Regions from separate parts of the Mus musculus genome. Here all the other regions are linked to region 1. A link is a contact called in public ChIA-PET and promoter capture Hi-C data. All regions are on one chromosome and are shown on one strand. Each heading gives the region's core, a stretch centred on a gene start, on an enhancer-like site or on the middle of the called end of the contact. The rest is flanking DNA. Distances are from core to core; before and after follow the strand shown. Region 1 holds the start of Kif13b (kinesin family member 13B). Region 2 has its middle 36 kb from the start of Gm52119. Region 3 holds the start of Extl3 (exostosin-like glycosyltransferase 3). Region 4 overlaps Extl3 (exostosin-like glycosyltransferase 3). Region 5 overlaps Ints9 (integrator complex subunit 9).

Evidence for each region. Promoter capture Hi-C pulls out the DNA fragments that hold promoters and counts their contacts. ChIA-PET counts read pairs in DNA pulled down with a chosen protein or histone mark.
Region 2: a promoter capture Hi-C map of hippocampal neurons shows a contact between it and region 1, with 2.3 times the contacts expected there. The contact joins the enhancer-like site here to the promoter of Kif13b in region 1. A contact is called at or near these places in 7 of 39 promoter capture datasets (3T3-L1-derived adipocytes, the C10 cell line, embryonic stem cells and 3 more), 4 of 115 datasets of contacts at active chromatin or transcription factors (embryonic stem cells, large pre-B cells, microglia and 1 more) and 1 of 9 other capture datasets (adipose tissue).
Region 3: a promoter capture Hi-C map of the HPC-7 cell line shows a contact between it and region 1. The contact joins the promoter of Extl3 here to the promoter of Kif13b in region 1. A contact is called at or near these places in 9 of 39 promoter capture datasets (the C10 cell line, the HPC-7 cell line, cranial neural crest and 5 more), 2 of 484 Hi-C or Micro-C datasets (CD8 T cells and the HPC-7 cell line) and 8 of 115 datasets of contacts at active chromatin or transcription factors (effector CD8 T cells, embryonic stem cells, epiblast stem cells and 3 more).
Region 4: a contact with region 1 is called in an RNA polymerase II ChIA-PET map of effector CD8 T cells, with 5 read pairs. The contact joins the enhancer-like site here to the promoter of Kif13b in region 1. A contact is called at or near these places in 3 of 39 promoter capture datasets (the C10 cell line, hippocampal neurons and pre-B cells) and 2 of 115 datasets of contacts at active chromatin or transcription factors (effector CD8 T cells and memory CD8 T cells).
Region 5: a contact with region 1 is called in a promoter capture Hi-C map of the C10 cell line. The contact joins the enhancer-like site here to the promoter of Kif13b in region 1. A contact is called at or near these places in 11 of 39 promoter capture datasets (the 3T3-L1 cell line, the C10 cell line, the HPC-7 cell line and 6 more), 2 of 115 datasets of contacts at active chromatin or transcription factors (bone marrow-derived macrophages and embryonic basal ganglia) and 2 of 9 other capture datasets (adipose tissue and liver).

What each region holds. Positions count from the first base shown.
Region 1 is chr14:64,649,780-64,655,408 of GRCm38.p6, reverse strand. It overlaps Kif13b (kinesin family member 13B), which reads right to left and starts at 2,868. Exons shown (of 40, transcript NM_001081177.2): 1 at 2,753-2,868. The coding sequence starts at 2,807.
Region 2 is chr14:65,132,918-65,138,546 of GRCm38.p6, reverse strand. It overlaps a transcript of Extl3 not described here. Among named protein-coding and RNA genes, the nearest start is that of Gm52119, 36 kb to the right of the region's middle. Within about 2 kb of position 3,001, at least 42 of the 459 cell types and tissues checked have an H3K27ac peak or open chromatin away from gene starts, as enhancers often do. A contact at or near this core is called in hippocampal neurons and stem cell-derived neural progenitor cells, where this site is marked.
Region 3 is chr14:65,095,076-65,100,704 of GRCm38.p6, reverse strand. It overlaps Extl3 (exostosin-like glycosyltransferase 3), which reads left to right and starts at 2,599. Exons shown (of 7, transcript NM_018788.3): 1 at 2,599-2,708. Gm52119 (a long non-coding RNA gene) reads right to left here and starts at 1,335. Exons shown (of 3, transcript XR_003951142.1): 1 at 615-1,335.
Region 4 is chr14:65,067,922-65,073,550 of GRCm38.p6, reverse strand. All of the region lies in intron 3 of Extl3 (exostosin-like glycosyltransferase 3), which reads left to right. Among named protein-coding and RNA genes, the nearest start is that of Gm52118, 24 kb to the right of the region's middle. Within about 2 kb of position 2,455, at least 134 of the 459 cell types and tissues checked have an H3K27ac peak or open chromatin away from gene starts, as enhancers often do. A contact at or near this core is called in effector CD8 T cells, memory CD8 T cells and pre-B cells, where this site is marked.
Region 5 is chr14:65,005,065-65,010,693 of GRCm38.p6, reverse strand. It overlaps Ints9 (integrator complex subunit 9), which reads right to left. Exons shown (of 17, transcript NM_153414.5): 7 at 3,328-3,448; 8 at 2,569-2,703. Among named protein-coding and RNA genes, the nearest start is that of Gm52118, 39 kb to the left of the region's middle. Within about 2 kb of position 2,998, at least 1 of the 459 cell types and tissues checked has an H3K27ac peak or open chromatin away from gene starts, as enhancers often do.

The DNA.
Region 1 (5,629 bases), core at 1,619-4,118:
AAACATTAGTGTATGCAAGGCCCTGGTTAAGACCCCAGCATCACCAAAGGTAAAAAAAGGTAGAAAATAGAAGCCGGGAGGAAGGAAGGTTAGTTGGTTAGCAGACAAGGATGTAGAGAATTTTTTAATTTTTTAAAAAAGCAACTTTACTATGTACACAGCCCAGACTCACCTCAGAGATCCTTCTGCCTCCACCAAGTTTTAAGATTACAGACATCGACAGAGAGACAGACGACACACAAACACATAGACACACACACACTTCCTTTCTTTATCTTGACAAATTAACCACTACAACTCTAGTTATCATTAAATTAGGAACTACCAATTAATATTCAATTAATTTTCCCAACCCCACAGACAGTTAAGCAGAAAAACTGAACCCCCTTAAGCACAACCAGCCACTGAGTCACACAAGAATCGAACCCTACCCTGAAGAGTTCTGGAAACCTTTGGACTTCCCTCAAAAGACACAAATGTCACTCAAACAACAGAGTCTATGATCAGAAATACAACCCAGTGACCCAGTCTCAGCCTGTCTCCATGTCAATCCTCAGGACACTTCCCGCACATACACACTGAGTCAGGAGCACTCAGGACTAGACCCAACTACTTGACAGCCACATGCTATCCCTTAAAACACTACATTCCCCAGAAGCAATGCTTAAATAGAATTCTTTTCAAACTCAGCAAAAAGGAGCTCAATTTTGTTACTCCCTTTTCATAGGAATTCAAGATGCCAACTCAGAAATAACAAGCTTTAAGATTCCTCTCTATTATATTGCATAATAACCTGTAGATGAAGAAATTATCTATGATGAGCACTAGAAACAGAAGACAGAGTAAGCAAAGAGACTACGGGGCAGCTGCCACTGGACAATGGGGCCAAACTGTAAACATTCATTTTAAAGTGAGTTCAGCCAGGAGTGGTTGGTGCACCCCTGCAATGCACTCAGGAGGCTGAGGGAGGAAGATGACTGCAAGTCCCAGGCCACCCTGGTCTACACAGAGACTGCCTCTAAATAAATGAAAAAAAAAAAAAAAATAGGACTGGGGAGATGCCTGGGTGGTTGGTTGAACTCAGATGGTTTAATGGATGAAAACCAAGTGAGGACCAGAGTTCAGATCCTTAGCACCTAAGTTTTAAAAAGAAAAGAAGGGTCAGGTGTTGTGGCGAATGCCTTTAATCCCAGCACCAAAGATCTGGGCAGAGGCAGGCATATTTCTATGAATCTGAGGCCAGCTTGGTCTACATAATGAGTTCCAGGGCTATGTACAGAGACCCAGTCTCAAAAATAGGAAAGAAAGAGAAAGGAAGGAATACAAGGAACAGCTAGAAATCATTCAACGAATATCTCAAAACTCTGAGCATTAGTAACAGCCACTGTCAGAATTACAAGCATAGCAAATTAAAGACAGTAGCTTCCTCCCAGTAAGAGAAAACAAGGAAGAGTCCGGCTCTAACTATCTGTGCCAAACCCTGCTGTGGTGGCTGGTTAGAGGCCTCCTTCAGCACTGACATTTCCAAGGGTTTTGCAAAAAGGAAATTTTAAGAATGTGCTGAACCCTTCCTTTCCGAATCATTCCCAGATATGTCGGATTTCATTTGGCTGTTTTCTTTTTTTCTTTAGTTTTTTTTTAATCGCAGTAATGATCACAATGAGGTGAAGTGATCTAAAATAAAGATGTCTGGATACTCAAAAAATGGGAGAACTGAAAACTTTCAGACTTCTAAGCTACTCACTCTGTTTTGTGAGAACCTGGATGTTAGGAGGCAATGAGCTGAGAGCTTAAAAAGTTCCGTCTTCAGGGGAAAAGCTTGCCTCATAGACTTCAGCAGGTTCAAGTAGGCAAACCAACGACAAGAAAACAGAGACACCAAGTTCCCAAGGAACAACCAACCAGAGAAATCTTTGTTAACTTTTACACCTACTTACCTCAATACATACACAAAAGGGCAAGGAGACAGAAAAACTATTTCCTACACACTAGACTTTAAACACAGTAAAACAAACTAGAAACCTTGGAAAATGACTCCTGCACTTAATAATGGCTCTAGCTAGTCAGTAGTCTAAATCAATTAGCAGCAATTCCATCTCCCGGGAGCGCGGCAGCAACCTCAATAACAAGACTTGTCTAGAAAGTGTTTTCAAACACATCACCTCATTTTAAGTACCCTGCCCAGTCACCCTCTGGTGAAGCTACAGAGGCAAAAAGCAGCTACTCCCCGGATTCAAGTTGGGCTTCAGTCTTTCCAACTTGGATAGATGATTTACGTGTCCTGGGTTTATCTACTTTCTCTACCCTCCCTACAGACTTCAGAGCATGTCTGAAAGATACAATTTCCCAAGAATCTTGGCACTGAGACTATTTATTGTTGAGATGATGACTATCACTTCAAGCAAAAGGAAAAAAAGGAAACCTCTCGACAGTCATAAACCAGAAAAGAACTAAGAAGGCATGCATGTCCTTCCTTTTCTGCAAACAGCCACAAGGTGCAGGTTCAAGGGAGAACGTGGAAAATCGAAAAGTAGGGCTGTCCGCCCTAAGAGCTGCGTACACAGGAGGACTGCGAGGCCGGAGCTGCCCCAGGCCTGGAGAGCTCGGTGACAGCTGGCGGGGCGGAGGGCTGAGGGCCCGACCGCGCCGTCGAGGGCGCACGCGCGCTGAAGGGAGCCCGCCGAGACCCCCGGGACGCCGAAGCTCTACCACCACAGGCACCTGTCGCCCCCGGCCCGGGACAAGCGCTCACCTCGTCGGTTCATTGGCCGGACCCGTACCGCCACTTTCACTTTGGAGTCTCCCATCGTGCTACCGCCGGGGTTCTCACTGCACCTCCGTCTACCTCGGCCACCGGACAAACTCTCCGAGGCCAACCCGGCGGGCGGGGGCTGTGGGGGAAAAGGGGGCGGGACCGACGAGGGGCGAGGACCGGTGCGTCCCGGGGCATGCTGGGATGTGTAGTTCCCACAAGTCAGGCCGAGGCGCTGGCGGGAAAATTCGCGCGCCGCTCTCTGGAACTTGTAGTCATCTGTCGCCGTTTTACAATTGTGCCGCTGTTCCTGTACCTCCCTCTCCTTTCTTTTCCTTCTCTTTCTTTACTTCTTCCTCTCTCTTCCTTCCTTCCTATCTGTTGCAGGATTTTCCCTGTCCATCCCGCAACACCTAACTTCTCTTTTGTGTGCGTGTGGAGAGTTTTCTGGACATTAAAATTAGCACTTTATGAATGGTAGGCAAGCGCTCTATCCTTGAGTTATATTCCCAGCCTTCCTTTTATTATTTTTTGAGATAATAAAAGTAGAGATAGTTTATTAAGAAAGAGAAAGCCAACTGGCCATGGTGTCACAGGCCTTTAACCCCAGCACTTGGGAAGCAAAAATAGGCTGATCGCTGTTGAGTTTGAGGCCAGTCTGGTCTATAGCATGAGATCCAGTATAGCCAGGAATATAAAGAGAAACCCTGTCTCAAAAAAAGAAAAAAGAAAAAGAAAGAAAGAAAAGGCACTTCTAAGAATAGGAATGGGCTAGTGAGCTGGGAAAATACATACACTGCCTTGTTGGTGCTGGGCCTTTCCCCTTCTGTGTAATGTACTTGTTATTTATTTATTTATTTATTGGATGTGTGTGTGTGTGTACACATGTGGGAGCATGTGTCAAAAGACAACTTTCAAGAGTCAGTTCTCTCCTTCTATCTACCCTGTGGGTCCTAGGGATGGAATTCAGTTATCTGGCTAGCAAGCCAGAACATTTACCCACTGAACCATCTCAATGGCCCTGTTTGGAGTTTTGTTATAGTTTTTCATTGGATGGGTGGGGTTTTTGGGGTTTGTTTTGTTTTGTTTTTTTACTTCTTTTTCTCTTCTTTTTTTATGTTTATGGATGTTTGCCTGAATGTATATCTGTATGCCTGTGCTGAATTCAGAAGAGGGCATCCGATCCCCTGGACCTAGAATTACAGAGAGTTGCGAGCCACCACATAGGGGCAGAGAATAGAGCCCAGTGAGCCAGCTCTCCAGCCCCTGTGCTTTGGGTTTTGATAGAGGTCCACATGAGTTGCTCAAATTAGCTTTTTACTTGCAATCTTCCTGTCTCACCCTCTCAAGTAGCTGGAATAACAGACCTGAGGCCTCTCTCGCCTGCCTCTGTATCTAGCCCTAGCTGGTCTGTAAACTCACTCAGTAGACAGACTGGTCTCCACTTCAGAGATCCATCTGCTTCTGCCTTCTAAGTGCTGGAGCTAAAGGTTTGCACCTCGCCTCACCTCGATTCTGCAGGACTCTTAAACTCTAGCAATCTGTATTGAGACTACGGTGTCCAAGAACTGACCCTTCATCTGAAAACCTCTTCCTCTCCTTTTTAAGACCTCTGGGTTTGATCCTTGATTTTGATGATTTTCTCTGACTGCCTTGTCCCCCTCTTGTTTCTTTACTGACTTATCCTTCAGGATAAATGGATGCATTCAACCTTGACCACAGCCTCTGCATCCTCTGAGTCATAACCTTGGGTTATGGAAACAAACTTAACTCAAATCCCACTCATTTGCCAACCTGTGGTCACGGTCAACTTATTTGGCCACTCAAATTTCATCTTTTTTAATGTGTAAAGTGGAGACCCTGTGTCACCCAACCTGCAGTGACATTTATCGTGTGAGTCAATGAAACCAAAGTGTAAATACTGTTTATCAGCCTCACAGAGACTGCTGGTTGGTGGTTTGTGCACCAAGTCTATCCTACAAACATGTTCTGTTTAGCCAACACAAAAGTCAGATTTGGGGTGCATTAATGACCCTTACTATATGTTAGTAACACTAAATCAAACAGGAATAGCACTGGACATACTATAATCCCAGCACTCAGCAAACCGAAGCAGGAAGATTGCCATAAATTGAGACGAGTCTAGGCTCCAAGCTCCTACCTCAGCCTCCCAACTACTGGGACTACAGATGTGAGCTTCAATGCCCAGCCCCACTCTAGCTTTTTAAACTGGGGCAGTGAGATAAGAAAAAAGAAGGTTAAGAAGTTTCAACAGGAAATTTTATTTACATGGAAATTCAGGACAAAGGCCCTGAGGAATTGTGGTTAGTCTCCCTTTGGACTCAAGGTCTCTTGATCCTCAGTGAAGATGCAGAAGATTCTTAAGGCCTGTAAGTCACCACCCAGCGACAGGTGAGAGAGGAAAGACAGCTAGCTGCAGGTTACAACCTGCAGCCTGGAGAGCCCCAGGGGCTCCACAGCCAGATAAACCGAAACTGGAGCTGTTCAAGTTAGCGTGCTGGGGGGCGGGGGGTGCAGTGGGTTGCCAAGAGGAGGGAAAGCCCTGGTTTCTGCCTAGTCACCTTGGAGGGGAATGGGAAGAGAAGAGAGAAAAAGCACTCTGTGCTTTTGTTTTGTAAATGGACAACCTTGGATGGGGTAGGTGTTCTGTAGAGGTTGAAAATAGATGTGAGATATTATCAGTTAACTGCGGCTAGGAGAGACTCATTTTACCCCCTGGATTTTGCAGATCTATCTAATCTGAGACTGACTTCTTGTTTTCTATTTGTTCCATTCATGTGGCAGTTTCTGATGCTGAGGGACTTTCCTTACTCCTTCTGTTTATTTCTTTCTTTTGAGGGGTTTGTTTGTTTTGCT
Region 2 (5,629 bases), core at 1,752-4,251, 480 kb before region 1:
AAAACACCTCAGATGGATTGATGGGTTTTCCGTGATCACCCAGAGATGAGTTGTGGAGTATGTTTTACTACTTTTGAAATACCATGGGTTTTTTTTGAGTGTGTGTGTGTGTGTGGGGGGGTGGTACTCATATGTGTATACATAGTCACATGTGTGGAAATATGCATACAGGTATACATGTATGCATGTATTTGTGCTGATGGAGGCTCAAAGTTGATGCTAGGATTTTGCTGGTCTAGCTAGCTAGTTGTAGACCCCTGTCTGCACTCCAGTGTGCCACCATCCCCACATGATTATGCTGTGGATTCAAACTTTGGTCCCCACACTCGCACAACAAACACTTTACCCACTGAGCCTTCTCTCCAGCCTCTGTGTCTTTTTGTGTGGTACTAGATATTGAACCCAGGGTCCTTACACTTGCAGGCAAGCATTGGATCATCGAGCTCCATCCCCAGGTCTCAATCATTCCTTTTAAATATTTCCTTGCTTAACAAGGGCTAGGGTATCTATCTCCCCACTCCGATGTCTATAGAATGATCCAGCGTGGTTCTGAGGGGGCCTCAGCCAGGATAGCAGTGGATGGAGCTCAGGGCTGATGGGAAGGTTGCTTGCTGTTGATGACGCAGAAGCAATAGGATTAGCTGCTGGTCATGTGGATGGGAAAGAGCAGGTGGCGTCAGGATGAGTCAGGACACGGAAACCCTTCTCCTTTTATCCAATAACTCTATTCACGTTAGAGGCACACCTGCCATTAAAGACGCTTCTTTCTGAGGCCTCTAATACCGCTGCCATTTATAATTTACCATCTGTGAGCCATTGGGTGGCTGGTGACACATAACAGTTGGGGTTTTGCTAAGGTGGGGGGACTTCAGTTCTGATTGGAGGGTGAGGCTCCACCATGAGGGACGTGCCAGCTCCCAGGAGACTCCTACCCCCCAACACCCCTGCCCCCCATGTCTCTTCAGCTTTGCTGCATAAAATGTGCCTTCCAAAGAAGTCTGAAATGTCACATTATTGCATTCCTTTTTATTGGAGTGTAATAATGTATGCCCTAGTCTGCATTCCGCTGTTCTAATGTGATACCGCAGAGTAGATAGCTGGTAGAGGCTTATTATGGTTCATACTTGGGCTCGGACATCAAGACTGGATATGTAACAATGTACGGTGAAAGCTTTGAATTCTTCAACTCATGGCAGAAAGCGGAAGGGTGAGTGTCCTGTGTGAAGACAGGCAGTGTGTGGTGGACATGTTGCTACCTAATGGCCACTAAGCCAGCGCTAGCTCATGGGCTCCTCCAGAAAGCATCAACCATTCCCAAGGGCTTCTTTCCCAGGCCCCAAACACTTCCCACTAGGCCCTCCCTCTCAACACTGATACACCCTGAGGAGTTAGGCCTCCACATAAGAGCTTCAGGGGGAGAAATGGTGGTTCAGTTCACAGCAGTTTCTACTTGCTTTTGTGGTACTGGTTGGTCCCTCTCTCTGGCCATTTGATTCTGGCAGCAGCTGCTACAATGTTTTGTACAGCCCACTGAACTGACCCAAGCTGACTGAAGATTCCTCTTAGGATTTTTGAACATAGAACTAATAAAAGCTCGAGGGCTGAAATGGTAACTCTTGACCTCTTGGGTGTCCATGTTTCCTGTCCTGTGAAAGTGTCTTACTGTGAGAAGCAGAAGCAAAGGACAAAGTCCTGCTCAGGTTTGGGTTGGGTTACCCGGCTTGGCTTAGCTCTTATTTGCATTGTGTCCTTTCCATCACCGGGGTTCCTATCACTTACAATCCAGAGTTCTGACTATAGCAGGGCAGGGGGTTAGCCACCATGCCGCTTCCGAGTGTGGGATTCGGGAAGGCTTTATTTAGGATGGAGACTTTGGAGATGCCTAGGTCGGCTGGATTGTTCAAGCACTGAGGGGTTTGAGTTTTGCACCTAATTTTATTAATTAGTACAAAGCTTTGCATTAAATGGGCGAGAGACTTGATATGTTTACATGCCAAAACCAGCCCACTAATTTAAATACTTGTTGATTTTACATAATCGTGAAGGGCTGAAGCTGGAAAATGTTGATGGTTTGAACATAGAGTGGTTAAGCTGAGATGAGTATGACATCAGCATCACTTGGGTTTACAGAGTGGGGTGAGGAAGATGGCTTGAAGGGCTATTGAGTTTCAAGCCAGTGAGGAGGGGGGAGCAGAGAAGTGAACTGCTGGTCTTAGAGGTACATGTTGTACCTCCTCACCTCCAGCAGGCCTCCTCTGCCCTTCAGGTCAGCTGGGAGCTGAGCCCAGGGCTTCATACATGCTAGGGCGGGGGTTCACTACTGGGCTACAACCCTTATGCTGCCTGTCTGTTGTTTTGGGGGGGGGGGAGTGTGGAGGAAGGTTCAAGACAGGGTTTCTCTGTATAGCCCTGGCTGTTCTGGAACTCACTCTGTAGACCAGGCTGGCCTCCAGCTCACAGAGAACTGTTTGCCTCTGCCTCCCTAGTGCTGGGATTTAAAGGCGTGCAGCACCACACCCAGCCACCTTCTTCTTTAAAGGCTTCAGACTACATGAGAATCTTGATGTGGCTTTGTCTTTAATGCATCCATCTCTGTTGTTTTCTTGTCTTACACTGTACGTTTTTGGTTTATAAGAACGATCTATACTCATAAAAGCAACTGGAAGGCATATCAAAGAAATCCCAGAAAAGCAACCACCCATTATTCTCCAACCCAAATCCAGCAGCTTTGGCATGGGGCACATGTCTCTTTGGTATCTGTGAGGAGTGTTCCAAGTTTGGTCTGGCTGGCAGCCATCATCCATCCCGGTCTCTTTGACCTCCCAGGCTTGGGTCCTCTGTTAATAGCACTTACTTAATCGACCCTCCCTGCTCCCTTTCTATCCTACTTAATAAGGATTCAAGCTGAGGAGGCTGGGGGATGGATTCTGGTAACTGGGGAGGAGAGCCAATCACCAGCATCAGGAGTGGGGGTAGCGATCATTTGAGGCTGCTCCGTAGCCTGGCTGAGGCAGATGGCACCTGCAGGGGAGCCTAGCAGCTGGGCAGGGCTGTGGCACAGAGGCTTGGTATGGAAGCAACCCACTTGTCATTGTCATATTCCTGACTGTTCACAGAGCGCATGCTTCATATGGCAGCTCCTGTAGCAGCCAGCTTCCTCCGAGGGACACCAGACCACAGTAGGGGTGGCTTCTTCAGTCTCTTGCATTACCTACTTTGAATGAGAAGTCTTCTGGGCTTCGTACAGGGTCTTTTGCCTGTCTACCCTATTTTCACTCTCTGAGCTGGTTTTCTGTGCTAACCATCTGTATTAGTCAGGGTTCTCTAGAGTCACAGAACTTATGGATAATCTCTAAATAGTAAAGGAATTTATTGATGACTTACAGTCGGCAGCCGAATTCCCAACAATTGTTCAGTCGCAGCTGTGAATGGAAGTCCAAGGATCTAGCAGTTACTCAGTCTCACGCAGCAAGCAGGCAAAGGAGCAAGAGCAAGAGCTAGACTCCCTTCTTCCAATGTCCTTATATTGTCTCCAGCAGAAGGTGTAGCCCAGATTAAAGGTGTGTTCCACCACACCTTTAATCCCAGATGAAAGGAGTAGCCCAGATTAAAGGTGTGTTCCTTAAACTCGGAGATTCAATCTTCTGGAATCCATAGCCACTATGGCTCAAGATCTTCAAACCAAGATCCAGATAAGGATCTCCAAGCCTCCAGATAAGGGTCACTGGTGAGCCTTCCAATTCCGAATTGTAGTTCATTCCAAATATTGTCAAGTTGACAACCAGGAATAGCCACTACAATCCACCCCTTGTCAACTTGACACAAATAATATCTCATGTTCACATGAAACAATAACAAGGTTGTAAATACGCCTAACATGATATAACTATCCCTCGTACAATCGCAAATGCATTAGTAAATTTACAATGGGCATTCATATTACTTTATAATCCTCGTTTCTGCAACTGGTTACGTGGCCTTAATTGGTATTTATAACTACCTTCCTCTACTACCCATTCTGTATTTCCTTCACCTTCAGCCAGCACCTCAGCAGGTCTTGGCTCTTTTCCTGGAGGATTGACCCATACCTTCATTCCTGATGGGTCTGCGTCCTTTGTCATCCTGCTTGGATTAGGCTGTTGTAGTTTCCCATTGACTTTAATCACAGGACATGGTAGTACTAAGAGACGCCCTAAGGGATCTCCTGCACTCCAGACATAATCTTGCTTACCACCATTGTGAAGAGGTAATCCAATTTCCCCATGGTAATCTGGATCTATCACCCCTCCTAACACTGTTATTCCTTTTTTAGCCTGTTGGTTTAAGGGCATTAGAAGCCCAAAATGACCAGGGGGAAGTCTGAGCTTCCAGTTCAATGAAATGTTTGTTGTAGCTCCTGGTAGGAGCACTCCCCTCTCTGGAGCCAAAACTTCTAAGCCAGCAGAACCTAGAGTTATGGGGACAGGAAGCAAAAATTTTCCTAGAGGGTCACTAGGAGTGATAGTAAGTGGAACTATTCCGTTTTCCACCCCTTGATTCCTGGACCCATGAATCCTGGCTATGGGTGAAACTGTACCATATATCGAGCGCTGATTCAAAGCATATACTGCCTTCTGAAGAACTCTGCCCCAGCCTTCCAAGCTGTTACCACCTAATTGGCGCTGTAACTGCGTCTTCAAAAGGCCATTCCATCTTTCTATCAGCCCAGCTGCTTCAGGATGATGGGGAATGTGGTAAGACCAGTGAATTCCATGATCGTGAGCCCACTGTCGTACTTCTCTGGCTGTGAAATGAGTTCCTTGGTCAGAAGCAATACTGTGTGGAATACCATGACGATAGATGAGGCATTCTGTCAGTCCGTGAATGGTGGTTTTAGCAGAGGCATTACGTGCAGGAAAGGCAAATCCATAACCAGAATAAGTATCTACTCCAGTAAGAACAAAACGCTGTCCTTTCCACGAAGGAAGTGGTCCAATGTAGTCAACCTGCCACCAGGTTGCTGGCTGGTCACCTCGAGGAATGGTGCCATATCTGGGGCTCAGTGTTGGTTTCTGCTGTTGGCAGATCTGGCAATCAGCAGCAGCTGTAGCCAGGTCAGCCTTGGTGAGTGGAAGCCCATGTTGCTGAGCCCAAGCATAACCTCCATCTCGACCACCATGGCCACTTTGTTCATGTGCCCATTGAGCAATGACAGGGATGGCTGGGGAGAGAGGCTGATTGTCCACAGAACGGGTCATCTTATCCACTTGATTATTGAACTCCTCCTCAGCTGAAGTCACCTTTTGGTGAGCATTTACATGGGACACAAATATCTTCACATCCTTTGCCCATTTGGAGAGATCTATCCACATACTTCTTCCCCAGATGTCTTTCTCACCAATTTTCCAATTGTGATCTTTCCAAGTCCCTGACCATCCAGCCAATCCATTGGCTACAGCCCATGAGTCAGTGTATAATCGTACATCTGGCCATTTCTTCTTGCAAACAAACTGTAATACCATGTGTACTGCCCGAAGTTCTGCCCACTGTGAAGATTTCCCTTCACCTGTGTCTTTCAAGGTTGTCCCAGAAAGGGGTTGTAATGCTGCAGCTGTCCACTTCTGGGTGGTGCCTGCATAACGTGCAGAGC
Region 3 (5,629 bases), core at 1,350-3,849, 450 kb before region 1:
CTGGAAGAAAGCCAAGTAGACAAACTGCTGAAGGGAAGTTTCAAGTCGAACAGACAAAGCTTTCTCCATTTTTCAGTTCTCCAGTTCATAAAGTTTGTTCCTACTTCCCTGACATGTCTCAAAAAAAAAAAAAAAAAAAAAAAAAGGGAAGTCATTATATTTTGATATGTCAGTGGTGCAAGTAGAGATTTGGGTTTGTGTGTTTGTTTCTCCTTAAAGAGAGAGAGGAAGAGGCTGGCGTGAATGGCAAAGAAAATAGCGATACAGGGATATCCTGGCATCTTTGATGGCAGCAGAACCTTTCTCGGCTCTTCCGTGCTTAGCTTGAGAGGGGAGGATCCTGGAAACTCAACCGCCATCAAAACCAAGCTAGATGCTTTCGGGTTCTCATTTCCCAAATTCAAAGAATGAAATTCATGTACCACAGTGGGGGTGAGATTTAGGTGGAAAAACCCAAAAACCTACTGTTGGGAGAGAAAGACAGAGACGCTCCTGTCCAGCGGGAAGGGTCCTCTCCCCCCCAACCCCCGGGGGCTGGAACCCCACTGAGCAGCGTCACTGCCTGCAAGTTAATTGGGCTTTAGCGGATGGAGGCAGGAAAGAGGATGAGTTACCCAGTTCAGCTTTCATGCCAGGTGTCGAGGTCCTTGCAGTTTGGGTCACAGCCTCAGTATGGCGTCCAGGAAAGGGGTAGGAGACGACGACCTCCTTCCTGGCCTCTCCAGCCTGGTGGCACTTGGCTTAGGCACTTGTGGCATCTTTGACCTATTTCCAGCCTTTAGCCAAGAAAAGGCCGATCACTCCCTGCGCCCCAGCCTTGTCTAGTCAATTTCTACCTCCTGCGCTCATCAGTGGGAGAGAGGAGCGTTACATGTCCCCAGAAAGGGAAGGAGGAAGGATGGTTCGATGGTTAGTTGTTGTCAACTTGACACAAGCTAGGATCTTCTGAGAAGAGGGAACCTCAGGTATGGGTGGGTAGCACGTGCCTTTAATCCCAGCAGAGGCAGGCAGATCTTTGTGAGTTTCAGGCCAGCCGGGTCTACATAGTGAGTTCCAAAATAGCCATGTAGAGGGAGACCTCAAAATGTTCTCCCCCAAGTGGAGAGAGGGAGGAGGGAAGGGGGGAAGGGAGAAACTCGTCTATCAGATTGGCCTGTGGGCAAGTCTGGGGCAGACCCAGCCTATTATGCACAGAGCCACCCTTGGGCAGGTGGTCTCTAGTGTAAAAAAGAAAAAAAAAAAAAAAAGAAAAAAAGAAAACTGAGCCAGCCATGGGAAACGAGCCAGTGAACAGCCTAACTTCAAGGCCTCTGTTTCAATTTCTGCCTCCAAGGGCCCTGCCCTGCTTTAAAGTTTATGCTTCAGCTTCTTTCAATAATAAACTGTGACTGGGATGTGTACGCCTAATAAACCCTTTCCTCCCCAAGTTGCTTTTGGTCGTGGTGTTTTATCATAGTTACAAGAGAGTAAAATAGGATAGATGAGGGAAAGAGCGGAGCCTGACTTGGAGATGGGTGGAGAGATCAGGAGATGAGGAGACTGCTCCAGAAAATCAACTGTCAGGGTTTTAAAAATGTTTTGTTTTGCAAAGGGAATGGTTAACTCAGTCTGCCGTGGGAGTGGAATCCTGTTTTCTCAGCCTCCCTGTCCTGAGCACTGGGTCTGGGTGCTCCCAAGAAGGGCAGGTGGAAGGGTCAGCAGCTGTGAAACCATCTCTGGGGTGCAGTTCTCCTTAAAGTAACAGACCACCCAAGCACAGGGATGGAAATGAGCTAACCTAGCTGGGTGTGTCTGGACTCTGTGGAGGAAGCCCTGGGGCAATAGCCTTGTTTTGGGGGACTCAAATAAATACGGAGAAGCAATCTGACTTTAAACTATACTACAATTGTTAATTTTAATAGATGAGTTTGAACTGTTTTCTAAATTAACTCGTGCTACTTTTAAAATTGATCCTATCTCCTCCCTCTTTCCTTCCCTTCTCCTCCTCCCCCCCCCCCCCCCCCCGGTCTCTCTCTGCCTCCTCTGAGCCCTCCCTGCCCCTGCCCCCCCTTCTCTCTATATTCTCTCTGTAGTAGAAGGGTCTTCCCAATTCCCAAACCACAGAGCCTGGCTTTAAAGTATTTAAAAGATACTCCTTTTAGTCCATAACTTGCAAGGTTGATTAATCTGTTTTGCAAAGCCGGGGATTTTTTTTCCCCCTAAGCATCTACTCAGCCCCGCCCTTTATTTGCAGCTAAATATTTAAAAGTGTTTCAGAACTGTGGGTCATTGCTAGCACGGGGTACCACATTTGGGCATGGGCTTATTTTTAGGTTGAGGGTTACCCAGATTAATGGGGCCTCTTCTCCAGGCTCCTGGCCCTTCTCACAATCACTGGCACCCAGCCTGCGCCTGGGATCCAGGAGGGCAGAGCCCACCGCCCCCCTCCGCCTGTGCCTTCGGACGCGTCCGGAAAGTCACGAATGTCTCTGCGCTTTCCTCTCGCTCGGCAGACGCAGGTTCGGCCGTTTCCGGCCCATCTTCGGCAAGTTCCGCCGGCGCGGGTCGGAAATGGCCGCCGGCCGGCAGGGGGAGTGGAGGATCCGGCCGGCAGGGGGAGTGGAGGATCCGGCGCGGCCTGGGAGGCGCGCAGCCGGCGGCCAGAGCGGCTTGTGGGAAGCGGACTTTCACGCAGGCAACGGCGGTGGCTCGTTACTGACTGGAAGCCGGTAGGAGTCCGGGCGGCATGGAAGCCCGAGGACCCGGGCAGGGCTGGAAAGGCTGGTGGGAAGCACCGGGCAGCCTTGAGCTTGCGGCTGTGGCGGGCGGGGGCACGAGCGGCGGTGCCTGGGAGCTGCGGCGGCGGCGCAGCCGGGTAGGCCTGCCCCGCGCGGGGGCCTCGCTCCGCTGGGGCCGGGCACTAGCGGCCCACGGGAACATCTCCCGTGGAAGCGCAGCCTTCAGCTCCCCGCGATCACTCCCACATCTGGCCGCTTCTCCTCGGCACAGCTGCGCGCCGCTGCCCGTCGGGCTCTTCTCTCCAGGTGGCCACTTCCTGCCAGGGGTCCAGGTGTTGCTGTGCTCTGTGTCCTCCCGGGGCCTGGGTGTGCCACAGCTGAGGGATTGGGGGTCCCCGTGACGCCCCACATGGAGTGACTGTTCTGTTGGCGACAGCCCCATGTCAGAGCCCGAGAAGCTGGGCAGCACCGAGTGTTTGCCCTAGTCCATAGTGAGCAGCTGCTTAGCCTCTGTTGAGATATCCACGGCCCTGAGCCCACTGAAAGTCGATGGGTGTCAGCCTCCAGCCTGGATCGCTGCTCTTTAAATTCTCAAGGCCTTTAATAGATCCTCTTCTTTTGGGGAAGAGGAAAGTCAATATGTGATTTAAGAGGTGGCAGTAAGCGGTTCTTCACTTTTGTCTTGTTCTTGTTCCACTTGGAGAGTCTGGCATTTCAAGGCTGGACTTCTTGACCCTCTCTCTTCTACCCTCCCTCCCTTCCCATCCATCCATCCATCCATCCATCCAAGCAGGCTTGGAGGTTCCTGTCTATTGCTCAACAGTTAGCTTTCCCCTCTGACTCAATGACTATAACTCTCTGTAGAGTCTGGGATGGTGGTTCTTCCCTGGGGCATTGATAATCTTGAGTGAAACTAGACTTTCTCAACAGCTTATTCCAGCAGAGGACTTTTATATAAATCGTAATGAAAGAAAAACCACTTTCTTAAACTCTTACTTGGTGTGTTAAACATATCTATTTCCTGTGAGGATTTCCAGATCTTTGCCCGTGGAGAGCCTGAAGAGCCTGAAGAGTTGACGTTAGTCTGAATGCTTTCTGGAGGAGACCTAGAATTGTGGCTATTAAGAATTGTGTGTGGGTGTTTTGTTTTGTTTGGTTGTTGGAGATAGGGTCACGCTGTAGCCCAGGCTGACCTGGAGTTCTTGGTGAGCCTGTTGCTTCAGCCTCTGCAGTGTTGGGATTATAAAGCTGGAGCCACCAAATCCAGACCTAGCATCTTCAGAATCCTTGAGACACCAGTTTGGACACCAAAGGTGAAGGTAGAACTAACAAAAAGCTTTGTGTGTGTGTGTGTGTGTGTGTGTGTGTGTGTGTGTGTTTATTCTCATCCTCACTTTCTAGAAGAAAAAACCATTATTAAGTACCTGGTGTCTGTTGGAATCTCTTAGTGATTAGGTCTGAGAGCTTTGTTTTTTGCCTGTGAGAGTAAAAGACCTCAGTAACCAGGTGGGAGAGAAAAATGGACTCTAGAAGAGAGGGGGAGGTCTAAAATAGGCTAGTAGCTTTCAGAAGGAAGTGTGCAGGTTGGAAAACGCTGTGCTGTGTGAAGGCGCTAGACCAGGGTGTGGGGTGTGTAGGCAGGCAAGAGGCTCACCAGGAGTTCCAGGCCAGCCTGCTATAAGCCATGATCTCTAGCCTAGTGGGAAAGGTCAGTGAGAGGTGGGGAAGGAGTGAAGCAGGGCCTGTCAGTTGAGTGACTGAGTTGGTTTGCTTCTTTACCTGTGGAACCCAGGGCTTCCCACATGCTGTACGGCACGCCCTCTACCATTGAGCTACAGCCTTTGCTTTGGTGGTAGCTGGAGAGGGGTTAAAGGTATTGTTTAAAGTAAAATAAGGTATTAGAAATAAGAGTGTCTCACCAGATGGAGTCCCGGTGAGGCTCTAATTGTCTCTGTACATAGTTCAGTGTGAAGCAAGGACTAAGAACCAAGGCTGCCGGGCACCTTTAATCCCAGCACTTGGGAGGCAGAGGCAGGCGAACTTCTGAGTTCAAGGCCAGCCTGGTCTACAAAGTGAGTTCCAGGACAGCCAGGACTACACAGAGAAACCCTGTCTTGAAAACACACACACACACACACACACACACACACACACACACACACACACACAAACCAAGGCTCTTCCATCAAAAGTTCTAAAACTACTCAATAATATTTGCTGGAGAACTAAGTTGAGTTGAGAAAGTTCTTGGTGAGTTGTTTCTTTGCAGGCAGGTTCTAGTAGCACATGCCTGAAACCAGCTTGCTAGGTGTACCAGGAGTCCAAGGTCATCGTTAGCTACATAGGAGAGTTTGTAGCCAACCTAGGTTACACGAGGCCTATGTCAAAAAATAAGCCAACCAACAAACATTTTATTTACATTCATTTCCTTTTACTTTTGGTATCTGCTCCCTTTGAGAATCTGTGATAATGGGACAGCTGAGCAAACGGGAAAGACTTTTCACGTGTTATAGGTTCCATGAAATAGCAGATTGTGTGCAGATGAAGTTGAGAACTCAAGGACAGAGGTAGACTAACGTGTGAGCATTGTCTTCTCCTGCCTGAACCTCTTAGACGCACCTTTTGTGATTGAAGTCTTTCAGGTGTCTTGGGTGATATAAGTAGGTGTAAAAGAAGCTGGAGCTCTTAAAAAAGAAATCTCTATTAAAATTTATTTTTATTTATACGAGTATACTGTAGCTGTCTTCAGACACACACCAGAAGAAGGCACCAGATCCCATTACGGATGGTTGTGAGCCACCATGTGGTTGCTGGGAATTGAACTCAGGACCTCTGGAAGAACAGTCAGTTCTCTTACCCGCTTGAGCTATCTTCTTTAAAAAAAAAAACAAAAAACAAAAAACAAAAAAACA
Region 4 (5,629 bases), core at 1,206-3,705, 420 kb before region 1:
TGCACCTGGATGTGCCGCACCTGGGTGTGCAGCGTTGGCTTCTCAGACCGTTGCCCCATGTGTAAGTTATGGTTTCCTCCAGCTGCTTCCGAGCCTTCCCGGCATGTTTGGGTGTCTGTAGTTTATCTGAGGCCATGGCTTAGTTCTGGAATTTTTATTTGTTTTTGAAAGTACAGGTATTTTTGTGTGTGTCGGGGGGCGGGTGGGGGGGGGCTTATTGGCTGGGACACAAAGGGTTTTTGGCTGTTGATGGTTGCCCCAGTATTTGTTGAGTTTATGTTTGCCTGTTCTGTGAGAGCAGGGGTCAGAGCAGCCTGGAGTAGGAATGGGCTGGAGTCGGGTAGTTTATACTCGACACACTGAGCTCCCTTCCCTGTCTGTATTTCTTAATCTTTTCCTTTCAGGGACCCACAAAATCTCCTGGTACTCAAGGCAGAAAGTTTCCCCCCAGTGCTCCAGCTGCCCTTTAGAGCCAGGTCTGGCCTCACCTCAGGGCAAAGCATTCTCAGCCTCGACCCTGCCTGAGTCTTAGTCCCTTGCATCTGTCATTCATTTTCTTTTGAAGAGGTTTTGTTTTTAAAGTAATTTATTTGTATTTTATGTACATTGGTGGTCTGCCTGCATGCATGTGTGTGTGCGTGGGAGGGAGGGAAGGGGGGAGGGGGGAGAGAGAGAGAGAGGGAGAGGGAGAGATCCATCCATCCATCCATCCTTTGGAACTAGAATTGCAGATGGTTATGAGCTGCCATGTGGGTGGTGAGAATTGAACCTGGTTACTTTGGGAGAATAGCCAGTGCTCTTAGCCACTGAGCTATCTCTTCAGCATCTCTTTGAGGAGTCTTTAAAGTTTGTCTAGATTTTATAGTTGTCATCTGTAGGGATTGATTTTGACAGCAGCCCTCCCAGAAGCAGAGCCCTCTAGATCAGTGGTTCTCAGCCTATGGGTTCTGGCCCCTTTGGCAAGCTTCTGTCTCTAAAAATACCTACATTATGATTTTTTTCTAACAGTAGCAAAATTACAGTTATGAAGTAGCAATGAAAGTAATTTTATGGTGGGGGGTGGGCACCGCAGCATCGAAATTGTATTAAAGGGTCACAGCATTAGGAAGGCTGAGAATCACTGCTCTAGATAATTTTCCTTTTTGACACACCAAAAATTTAGTCAACTTTATTTTAGACTGTAGAAAATCGTAGAATGGCCTTTTAAGAACACTCACCAGTCTCTCGGCATGTCCTGTGGTGTTTCAAGGCTTGAGCTGCAGTGGAAGGGACACTTCTGTTTCTTGGCAAGTCCAAGAAAACATTAGTGATTCCAGGCTGGCTTCCAGTGTCCTCTGCTGTCCTGACTGGTGCTGGAATTGAACATGGAGACTTCTGTTTGGGGAATAGTGTGCCTTGCCAACAGCCTGCCTTTAACTTTGTTTCCTACATGGCCTCTTAGTACAGAGAAGAGAGAGATGGGCAGGAACTGCCTCTGGGTCCTTCTTCCCTTGTCACTCCCTGGCTTTCTCCATGGCACATCCTGGAAGCCAAGAGGGCATTGCAAAAGCTCACCCCTCAGAGATGCAATATGTGTATTTTCTCAACCTCTTTGCACTCTATTCTTTAAAATATTACATGTAAACCCGACGGTGGCGAGTCAGTGGGGACAACTTTCACCGCTTCTCCAGAGTGTGTCTGGGTGGCTTGCCCGTTTCCCTTCTTTACCATTCAGGAATGAGCTTCACAGGAAGAATGAAAGCTGCCAGGACTCACGAGTGTAATCAGCAAGAATTGTAGATGTTTAAAGGGCCTATGATCGCTTATGAGTAAATAATATAAATATGTCATGTATAAAACTAGGATTGTAAAGTAACTGTGCAAAGTGTGAGGAAAGCTGGAAGAGGCCGTGCCAGTTTAAAGATGCAGTGGCTTTAGGCAGTGGCGCTGTGTGGAAGGCAGAGGCTTGCTGTTAGGGCTGGAACTTGCCATTTGTAATCCAGCTGGTCCCGAGTTCGGCAGACTGGGACAGGGGTGCCTGCCAAGCCCCGTTTGTGAGCTGTCTCAGCGGTGTCTCAGCGGTTTCTCAGCGGTGCTGAGCGCGGCGGTCTCTGTGTGCATCTTCTCCCTGGAGGCTGCCCTCTGCTTTGTGCTGTCTGAGTAATGTTTTCACAGGCTTCATCAGCACTGCTTTTAAAACTTCAAATAGACGTGCCTCATAAGTTAAGACAGGCACTTTTTCTGTGCATGTTAGCCTCATAGTTATGAATGAAAATGAGTTCATGGTGTTACTCTCAACTCCCACCCCCTTGATTGTTCTTGGCCCCTCCCCCTTGTTCACAGAGTAGGCGACTCCCTTCCCGCACCACCCCCCAAGCTCTTTGATGTTGGTGCTCATGTGTTAGAAACTCATAGATAGATGCGGCTTCCTAGGCCTCAAGCTCTTCATTCCTGAGCTCTGTGGTCTGCTTTAAGTCAGAGGAAGTAGCCGCTGTTTCCGTCTGGTGCCTGTGTGATGACAAGGCTGGCTACGGAAGTGTGCTATGCTCGAGGCATTGTTAGAGGCTGGAGGATGTTAGGCTGGGCTGAGCCAGTGTGAACTTAATGGTGTGAAGTGCTAGGTCTGGATTGCTGTCCTGGCCACTGCCCTGTGCTACGAAGAAGGATGTGACAGGAGTCTGGGCTTCTCTGAAGGATGGTGACAGAAGGCCAGCTGACCTGGGAATGTGCTGTGTGAAGCAAGCCAGTGTTCCTGTGAGTTCCTCCAACATGACTGATGTAGGCCAAGAGATGCTCTCCGCATTAGAAAGCAAGGCTAGGGGTCAGATGTTGTGGTACATACACTATACACTTGTATCGTATCTCAGCATCCAGAGGTAGAGCCAGGAGAACTGCAAGCCTATGTAGCCAGCCTGGGCTACATAGGTGAAGCAGGAAGACTGCATGTTAAAGGCCAGCCTGGGCTACACACTGAGTTCAGGGCCTGCCTGAACAGCGCAGCAAGAGGAAAAAATAAATCGGAGCAAATACTAAGGGGCCTCCTGACTTAGCCCTGTCATTCCTAAGCACTCCCCATTGCGTTGAATGTTTGGGATAGCAGAGCCCACTGCTTCCTGGTTCTGCTTACCTACTTACTCATCCGCGTGGTTATTTGATGTGCGTTGGACATCTTGGAGGCAGGCAGTATATGTACCATTCCTTCTGGTCGATGCCAGCCTCCTAATTGAAGCAGTAATTTGAAAGCTAGTCTTCTGAGTTACCAAAGTGTAACACAAAGTACGTCCGTATACCTTCCTGGCACAATGTAAAGAAACAGCCACTCCTGGGGGCTGGGGTGGAGGACAGTACTGTTGTAATTTGAAACAAAACCCCAACAAAAATGGGCATGTTTTTTAAGTTCCTTTCGGTTGACTCGTGTCTTTGACATTTGCCATGCTTTTCGCAAACTCCTAGAGACCAGTGCAGAGCTGTGTACAGTGCGTTTAGGAATGACTAAGTCTCTGTCAGGATTTTGTTGCTGAAACCCCGCAATGGTTGGCTGCTGAGTTGAGCACCTAGATTCCTCCTGCTCCCACCTCCCCTGTGCTGGGCTGAAGGTTGAAGCCTCCGCATTTGGCTTCCGAATCAGAGCTCTTCCCCCATCTTCCCTCTTAGGCTTCTTGACAGTCATCTCAGGGATGGACTTCAGTGAACTTATGCACAAACTTGCTTGTGAATCCAGTCCAGAGCTTGTCTGCTATTTGATTCCTGGCTTTCTGGTCTAGCCTAGTCAGGTCTTTTAAAGAATAAGGAGGGAGCCAGCTGTGCTGGCATATACCTTTTAATCCCAGCAGCTGGAGGGTGAGGCAGGAGGATCTCTGTGAGTAGAGGCCAGCCTGGTCTACATAGTGAGCTCCAGAACAGCCAGGATAATGTAGAGAACTGTCTCAAGTGGTGGCGTGGGGGAGAACAAGGAGGCCCGTAATTTGGCGCCTGTGAAATGCAGTTTATTTAGCTTTCAGCCGAGGAACCACCAGGTTCACACTGTCAATGAAAATCGGGTGAAATTTGCACAGCTTTTCTGATAGGCTCCACAGCCATGCTGCTTTCTTTGTACTGGTACAGAGCCATCTGCTGGGGCTCTTGGGAAGTGCGGCTTTGGTTGGTGGCTTGGAGATCCAGGGAATGTCCTCGCAGTTTGCAGCTTGGCTGAGTCTCTCAGGCTCTGTTGATAATCTTGCTGGAAATGAATTCACAGAACTGGTAATCTTAAAGAGAAGCCTGGGAAATTGAATTTCTCTATATAACTGCTGGGGCGAGGAGGGGCTGTGTTTGCAGAACTGCCTGAATACAGTGCTATGGGTGAACACAAGGGATGCTGGGAGAATGAATGAAAGACGGGCCATTTGAGTGAGCCGTCACCCTGTCCCATCATGTCTCAGGTGGCCACACAATCTTACCTGATAACTTCTCTGAAACTGGGCGCATTTAAAGGGGTAGGATTTTTACCATCACTAAACTTGCCTTTGGGGCTTGCTACTTATGGCCATCTTCTCACTCACTGGGGAGCAAAAGCTGCTGAAAATAAGGGCTTGGTGGCTCCCTTCCTAGCTGTGTGTGTGTCCATCTGTCCGTCCATCCATCCCTGTTGATGTTGCTGAGGACACAATCCAGGACCTTACACTCTAAGTGAGCCTTCTACCACCTAGCAGTACCTTGTGTGCTCTGTTCTCTCCCTCTAGTACTCTCTCCTTTGCTTTCCTTTAACCTAGTTTGACATTCTCTGCCTGGTAAATGGCCAGTCTTTTTCCTGACCAGAACTTGGCCTCTGTTTTGTTACCACTGAATCTGGGCTTCGGAGACCTTGGCTACAAACCCAGGCTTTTTTGTTTTGTTTTGCTTCTTTCTTTCTTTGCGCTTGCGCCTGCCTGCTTTCCTTCTTTCCTTCTTTCTTTCCTTCCTTCCTTCCTTCCTTCCTTCCTTGGTTAAATATTCTTGGGACAAGGTAAGTTTTTGAATCTGTTGCTGGGCTCTGCCACCTGGAATAGCATAGATCCTTCTTGGTGTTGATGGGGCTGGAACAGCTGTGGATCTGAGGCATGTCTAAAGCAGCCCTCCAGCTAATCTGTTACTTCACATACATTTGTAATTGACATCATTTTCTGTGATGGAACAGGGATTAATAATACATTTTTCAATGGTGACTTTGGGTTGAAGACATTTGCAAAGTTGGCAGGAGTTTAGCAGACAGGGGCCTGGGAATGTGAAGAGCAGGACTTTAGCCAGTTCCAATTGAGACTGCCTCCAAAGTCATGCTGATGTGGGAGCAGGTATTCTCTTCATAGCCCTCCCCTCAAGGAAAATCATGAGTCTCAGTGGTGTCATAGGGAGTGTGATAGCTCCCTTTGTTCACAGCACGGTATTAGCAGCTTTTTGTTGTTGTTGTTGTTGCCAGACACTGAGGCAGCTTACAGAGTGAAAGGTTTGTTTGGGCTTATGGTTCCAGAGGGACAAGGCACTGTCATGCCTCCACAGGGAAGTGAGACAGCGGGCATGGCAGCTGGGGCTAACCGCTCACATACTGGCCCACAGCAGGAAGCAAAGAGTAAACTCAGAGTGACCCAAGCCAGAATTCTTAAAGCTCTCACCATTGGTACATATCCTCCGGTAG
Region 5 (5,629 bases), core at 1,749-4,248, 360 kb before region 1:
AATACAAACCCAACAACATGGGTAAAGGAAACAAAATCCATTTTCCCCCTTTGTTACATATAGCACAGGATACAAACTAGAGATTAAAACCAGCTATTTAGGTGTGTTGCTCATTATTCTCGAGACTTTATTTTCCCTTTAAATTTATGGCCCTTGGAAGGACAATTTACTGGAAATTACGTCAACAGTACTGTAAAGGTTCTGATCTAAGCAGGACAAATCAGAGCGGCTGGCAGCCAAGTTACCCTTCTGTCTTTTAGGGCAGAATACATCAAGAATGAAAGCAGCTGCCAATAAAAAATTTTGATTCAATGAGGCAGACTGTGATGACACTGATGGGATTTTGATCTCAATAAGCGGGAAGGACCCAGAGTTCTGCTAGCTACAGGAAAACACGGACACTTGTCTTTTCCAGACCCTGAGATAAAGCTTGGTTGTAAAAGAATGTATGAGCCAGGGTAGTGGTACATTTGTAATGACAGTATTACAGTTTTCAAGGCTATCCCTAGCTATATCCAAGCTTAGAGCCAACCTGGGATACATGTCCTGCCCCCACAGAAAATATGAATAAAAACGGCAGATTGGCAGTAGCACTTGGTGTTTCAAACGGAACACAGAGTTCTTTTACCTATTTGAAAATAGAGTATGCTAGCCAGCTTGAGTTAGCCATCTTGTAAGGTGTTGTGTATATGTATGTGTACACATATAAACAAATATGTTTAAATTATACATTTATCTGCCACAAATACAGCAAATACTTGTACGACACGGGAACTTTCTGTGTGAAGTATGGCAAGCATTAATCCCACGAGGGGACAGAGCGCAGGGATAAGGATTCCTATGTACCCAAGGAAAGCAATTTTGTGACAGAATGAGGAGGCTGTGGTATGGACCAAAGCAACCGTCAGGGAAGGGGCAGAACTACGAAGGAAGCAGAGGGTCCAGGTTCCAGGTCTAAGGCAGAAGGGTCTGTGATCCATGTCGAAGCTTCACCTTCTGTTTTATTATGAAGACAGCAACATCTTAAGGTTATGGTCATAAAGTAACACATTTCAAAGATAAAATGCTACAAGGACATCCACAAGTTATCTATATGTTCAGCCACTGGCTACCTAATCTCAACCACTCTTCTTTTACAAATTCAAAAGGGCCAGGGTTTATAAAATAAAGGGTAAGTTCTCTACAAAAACCCACGGATTAACTATTATATTTCTAACAATATATACATGTACATATATACATACACATACATACATACATATATCTATATCTTATTGTCAAATGTAACTGTACTGCATGATTAACTTAACCCTCCTAATAGCAACCCTTGCACATCAGAATACAATGGGAAGTGGTTGTAAGTTATTGTATGCCCTTAAGCCGAGCACTTGGGAGGCAGAGGTGGGTCAGTTCCTCAGTTGGAAGCCAGTCTAGTCTAGACAGTGAGTTCCAGGCCAGCCAAGCAGATCTACAGGGTAAGACCCCATTTGAATAAAAGAAAACAAAACATACAGTAGGCAGGGGCCTGGGAAGTGGCTCCTATAGCATAAGCATGAAGATCTGAGTTCAGATCCCTAGTACCCATTTAAAAAGCTGAGTCCGACGACACATGCCTGTAACCTATCTGAGCTGGGGTGGAGACAGGTGGATCCTTGAATCTCACTGGCTAGTCAGTCAAGCAAAACTGGTGTCCTTCAAGTTCATGAGAGACCACACCTCAAGGAATCAGGGTACAGATGGATCACACAAAGACACCTGGCCTCGACCCTTCTCTTTATACATATGTACACATATGCCCACGCTAAAAGTGTATACACACACACACACACACACACACAAGAATGAATAAAAGATCCAATCAGAACTCATTCTGATCTACTAAGGCATGTGTGACCTGCCCCTGCCCCTGCCCCTTCCCTGGCTGTGCAGTACCTTGCAGCAACAAGGGCTTTCTCTGCTCTTCAACAATGCCCTGCCTGTCCAGCTCCAGGGACTCCATGAGCCATCTCTCTAGGCTTTGCCTCACATCTTAACTTGGCTCTTTAATCACGGCTTCAAGTGGACTGTCCAATCCAAACTATCTCTACTCCCCTACAACTAAAGCTGCTGTGCTGTCCTCAGGATTTCTACCTCAGTCTAAGCCACACCACTCATTTATCTACTCATCTTTGTCCCGGTCACGCTCAACTGAAGACAAGGCTTACCAGCAGAGACCTTGCCTAGTGCTGACTCAATCCTGATGCTGAGATCAGGGCCTGATACCTGCGCTCAGTATGTATTCAGCAGTTAGTATGTGCTGAGAGGATCAACGATTTCTGTGTCGGGCATCAGGCCAGAGTCTTGGAAGGACCGGGAATCATCACCCTAGAGGTAACCTTGAGCGCCACAGAGCTCCTTCTGAAGAAAGAAGACCCTAAACACGGTCCAACGCACTCGCCTAGACTATCTAAGATCTAGAGTGTCATAGGAGATGAGGACGGTTTGAAAACTGTTCCCAGTACAGCACTAGAGACCTGCTGAATTTGAATTAAATATCTATAGGTTGCTGGTGGTTAAAAGATAACTTACCTGAGGGTGTGTGGTAAGCAAGGAGGATCCAGAGACGTAAGATACTTTCTCATAATGTGACTGGATAATCCAGTTGGAGCTTCCAAGGGCATAGCCAGAGCTCAGAGGGGTCACCTGGACAGCACCAAACAGCTCCTAAAAGAACCACACAGAGAACATGCAGCTGGTGGCAAGCTAAGTGGGCTTAAAGGGGAAAGCAACACAACTGTCCTTATTTAAAGCAAACTGGAAACAGACAGAATGATGGTGGCTGTGCTGTAACAGAAGCAGTCTGCGGTCTGCCACCTCAGCTCCTTCCACGCTCAGGGGAAGGCATTAAAAGGCAAGTTAGGAAACAGTCAAGACTCAAAGACCAGTTTTCCCTTTCCACCTTAGGTTAGGTTCCAGTTCGGAGTGGCCTCAGCTGCAGGTCAACAGCAGCAGGAATTCTTATCATCAGATCAGCTCTCAAGTCCCCCTTGGTAAACCACTTCTCTGTTTCTGATTGCCATTGCCTCAGATGGGAAAACTTATGTCTGGTTTCTCAGGAGACAGGATGGAGCAGCTGCCTTTCTCCAGACTCACCAGATAACCAACCGAGTTCTGGGGGCCCAGGGAATGGGGGCGATGAATGAGTACCACGGAAAAGTCTGGAGGGTGGAGAATCTGCCTGCATTCTTCCTGGCGCTCACACAAAGGAGACAGGGTGGCTTGGAAAGAGTGCTACGAGAATCCCCCAGGGACTCAATACAAACGGACAGCACTCATGGGAACACTCACGATTTTCTGGGAATATCCCACCAGCTGGATTTTACTGAGGGCCGAGTTCACCTCCTGCATCGTGTAGCATCTTCTCCAGGTTGACACTTCCACTGCATCCTTGAGGGGAGAAGGCAGCAGCCTGCAAACACAGCACAATGCCAATCACTAGGTGAGCATGCCATCACTTAATAGACATTGCTAGCAATATGACCATTTTCCTTAAGTTGGGCAATTTATTGCCATAGGACTATTCAGGGATTCTTTAATAATCATTATTTATATAAGGCCAGTATTGTTGTCTCTTTCTGCTTCTAATAATTTGAGTTCTTGCTTTTTTTTTTTTTTTTTTTTGTCAATCCAAGATTGTCAATTTTATTAATAAAAAAAAATGTGCAGTGAGTGGCTCAGAGTGTAATAGCACTTGCTGAACAAGCTTGATAACCTGAGTTCAATCCTGAAATCTACGTAAAAAGCTGGAAGGGGTGGTAGGCATGCGTAATCCCAGGACTCTTACTGTGAGAAGGGAAAGGAGACAGGAGAACGGGCAGGAAGCTCCCAGCCAGCTAGCCTGGAGTGTGGAGCATAGTAGTAGAAAAACAGGAGACCCTTGACTTCTAAAAGTTGTCCTCTGACCACTTGGGCACCATACCATGCACACACCCACACTTTCAGATGTGAAAATACACACACACACACATTTTAAACTTCTTTGATTTTGTTGTTTTTCCTATTATGTTTTTATTTCCATTTTATTTATCCAGCATGTAGTTATGATTTTTAAAATCTATACTGATAATCCCCACAGTCCAGTCATTCACCTTGGCTTGTTTGTTTCCTTTTTTGGCTTTTCAAGACAGGGTTTTCTGTGTAGTCCTGGCTGTCCAAGAACTCAGAGACCCACCTTCCCCTGCCTCTCACGTGTGGGATTAAAGGTGTGGCCACCACTGCCTGGCTTCACATTTATTTTTATTACTGATAAACTGTATCTTCCAATTTAATTTTTGCTGTTTGTCTTATCTCGTCTTTCCATTACTGCTTTCTTCTGGGCTAATTTCTGATGTAGCTTTTAAATTTCTTTTCCATCATTTTTAAAGTTATTTTATTAATAGTGTTTGAAGGTTTTCCATATTGCAAGAACAAAACAGGAACAATAGACCTTGCAGGTTAAGGTTTCTGTTTGCAGCTAAGACAGTTAAGAGTAAGTTCCCTTTGTCCTGTGCAGGTTGAAATTTCTGTTTGTAGTTAAAGAGTAAGTTCCTGTGTCAAGTCCCTGCAAGTTAAGGTTTCTATCTGTAATTAAGAGTAAGTTCCTGTTTCTTAGATCTAGGTAAACTACAAAACATGTTTTTCACCCCTCACTAACCTTGGGACCCCATTCCCGCGATTCCCTTCCCTTTGTTCCTTCCCAGTTCCTTCCCTTCCATTGTACCTTTCTAACAATGTAAACAGCCAGCCCTCTCTGTGAACACTTATCTCTCTGATAAAAGAGAACTCAAGAGGAAGGCAGGGGCTGCTCTCTAAAATCCTCACTTAGGGAAAGGCTGGGCAGTCCCAGGTGTACCCCAAATAAAGCTGGCCTCAATAGGACAATCATAAATTCAATCTTTCTTTTCGAAATTTTCAAGTTCAATAATATATACTTAAAAAATGATTTATTTCATTTCTATTTTTCATCTGTACGTGTGAATAACTGATTGTATGTGCATCATGTGAGTGGGTGATACCAAGAAGACCAGAAGAGGGAGCCAGATCCCTGAAAGTGGAGTTATAGGCAGTTTTGATCTGCAATGTGGAGGCTAGGAACCAAACCCAGGCCCTCTCTAAGAGCAGCAGGTTCTTTTAACCATTGATTTATCTCTCCAGCCCTTAATGATATATGCACTCTAACACAGAACATTTCTACTTGAACTATATCCATTCCCCCCCCCCCCCACACACACACAGTGCTAGGAAGTCTCAGGCCCTTACACATTGTGTATCATGCCCTGCCTCTGAGCTATACCCCAGACTAGGTTTTTCTACCTAAGATCTCACATTTTCTTTCCTGTTAACATAAGATAAATAAAATAAACTTCACCAGTGGGGCTGAGAAAAAGAGTGAGTTTAACACTGGTGAGGCTCGACATAAAGGGGAATAAATATGACCTGTGTGCCCTTTAACACCACCATCAAAAACATTCCTTGATTGTTTTAAACAATATTTTCATATTGTTTAAAAATATACATAAGGAATTATCTGGAAGATTAACTTGTGTGAGCCTAACTGTAAAATCTAAGTTAATGTGCTCCCGATGAATTGAATGTGTGCATTAGGCTCTAT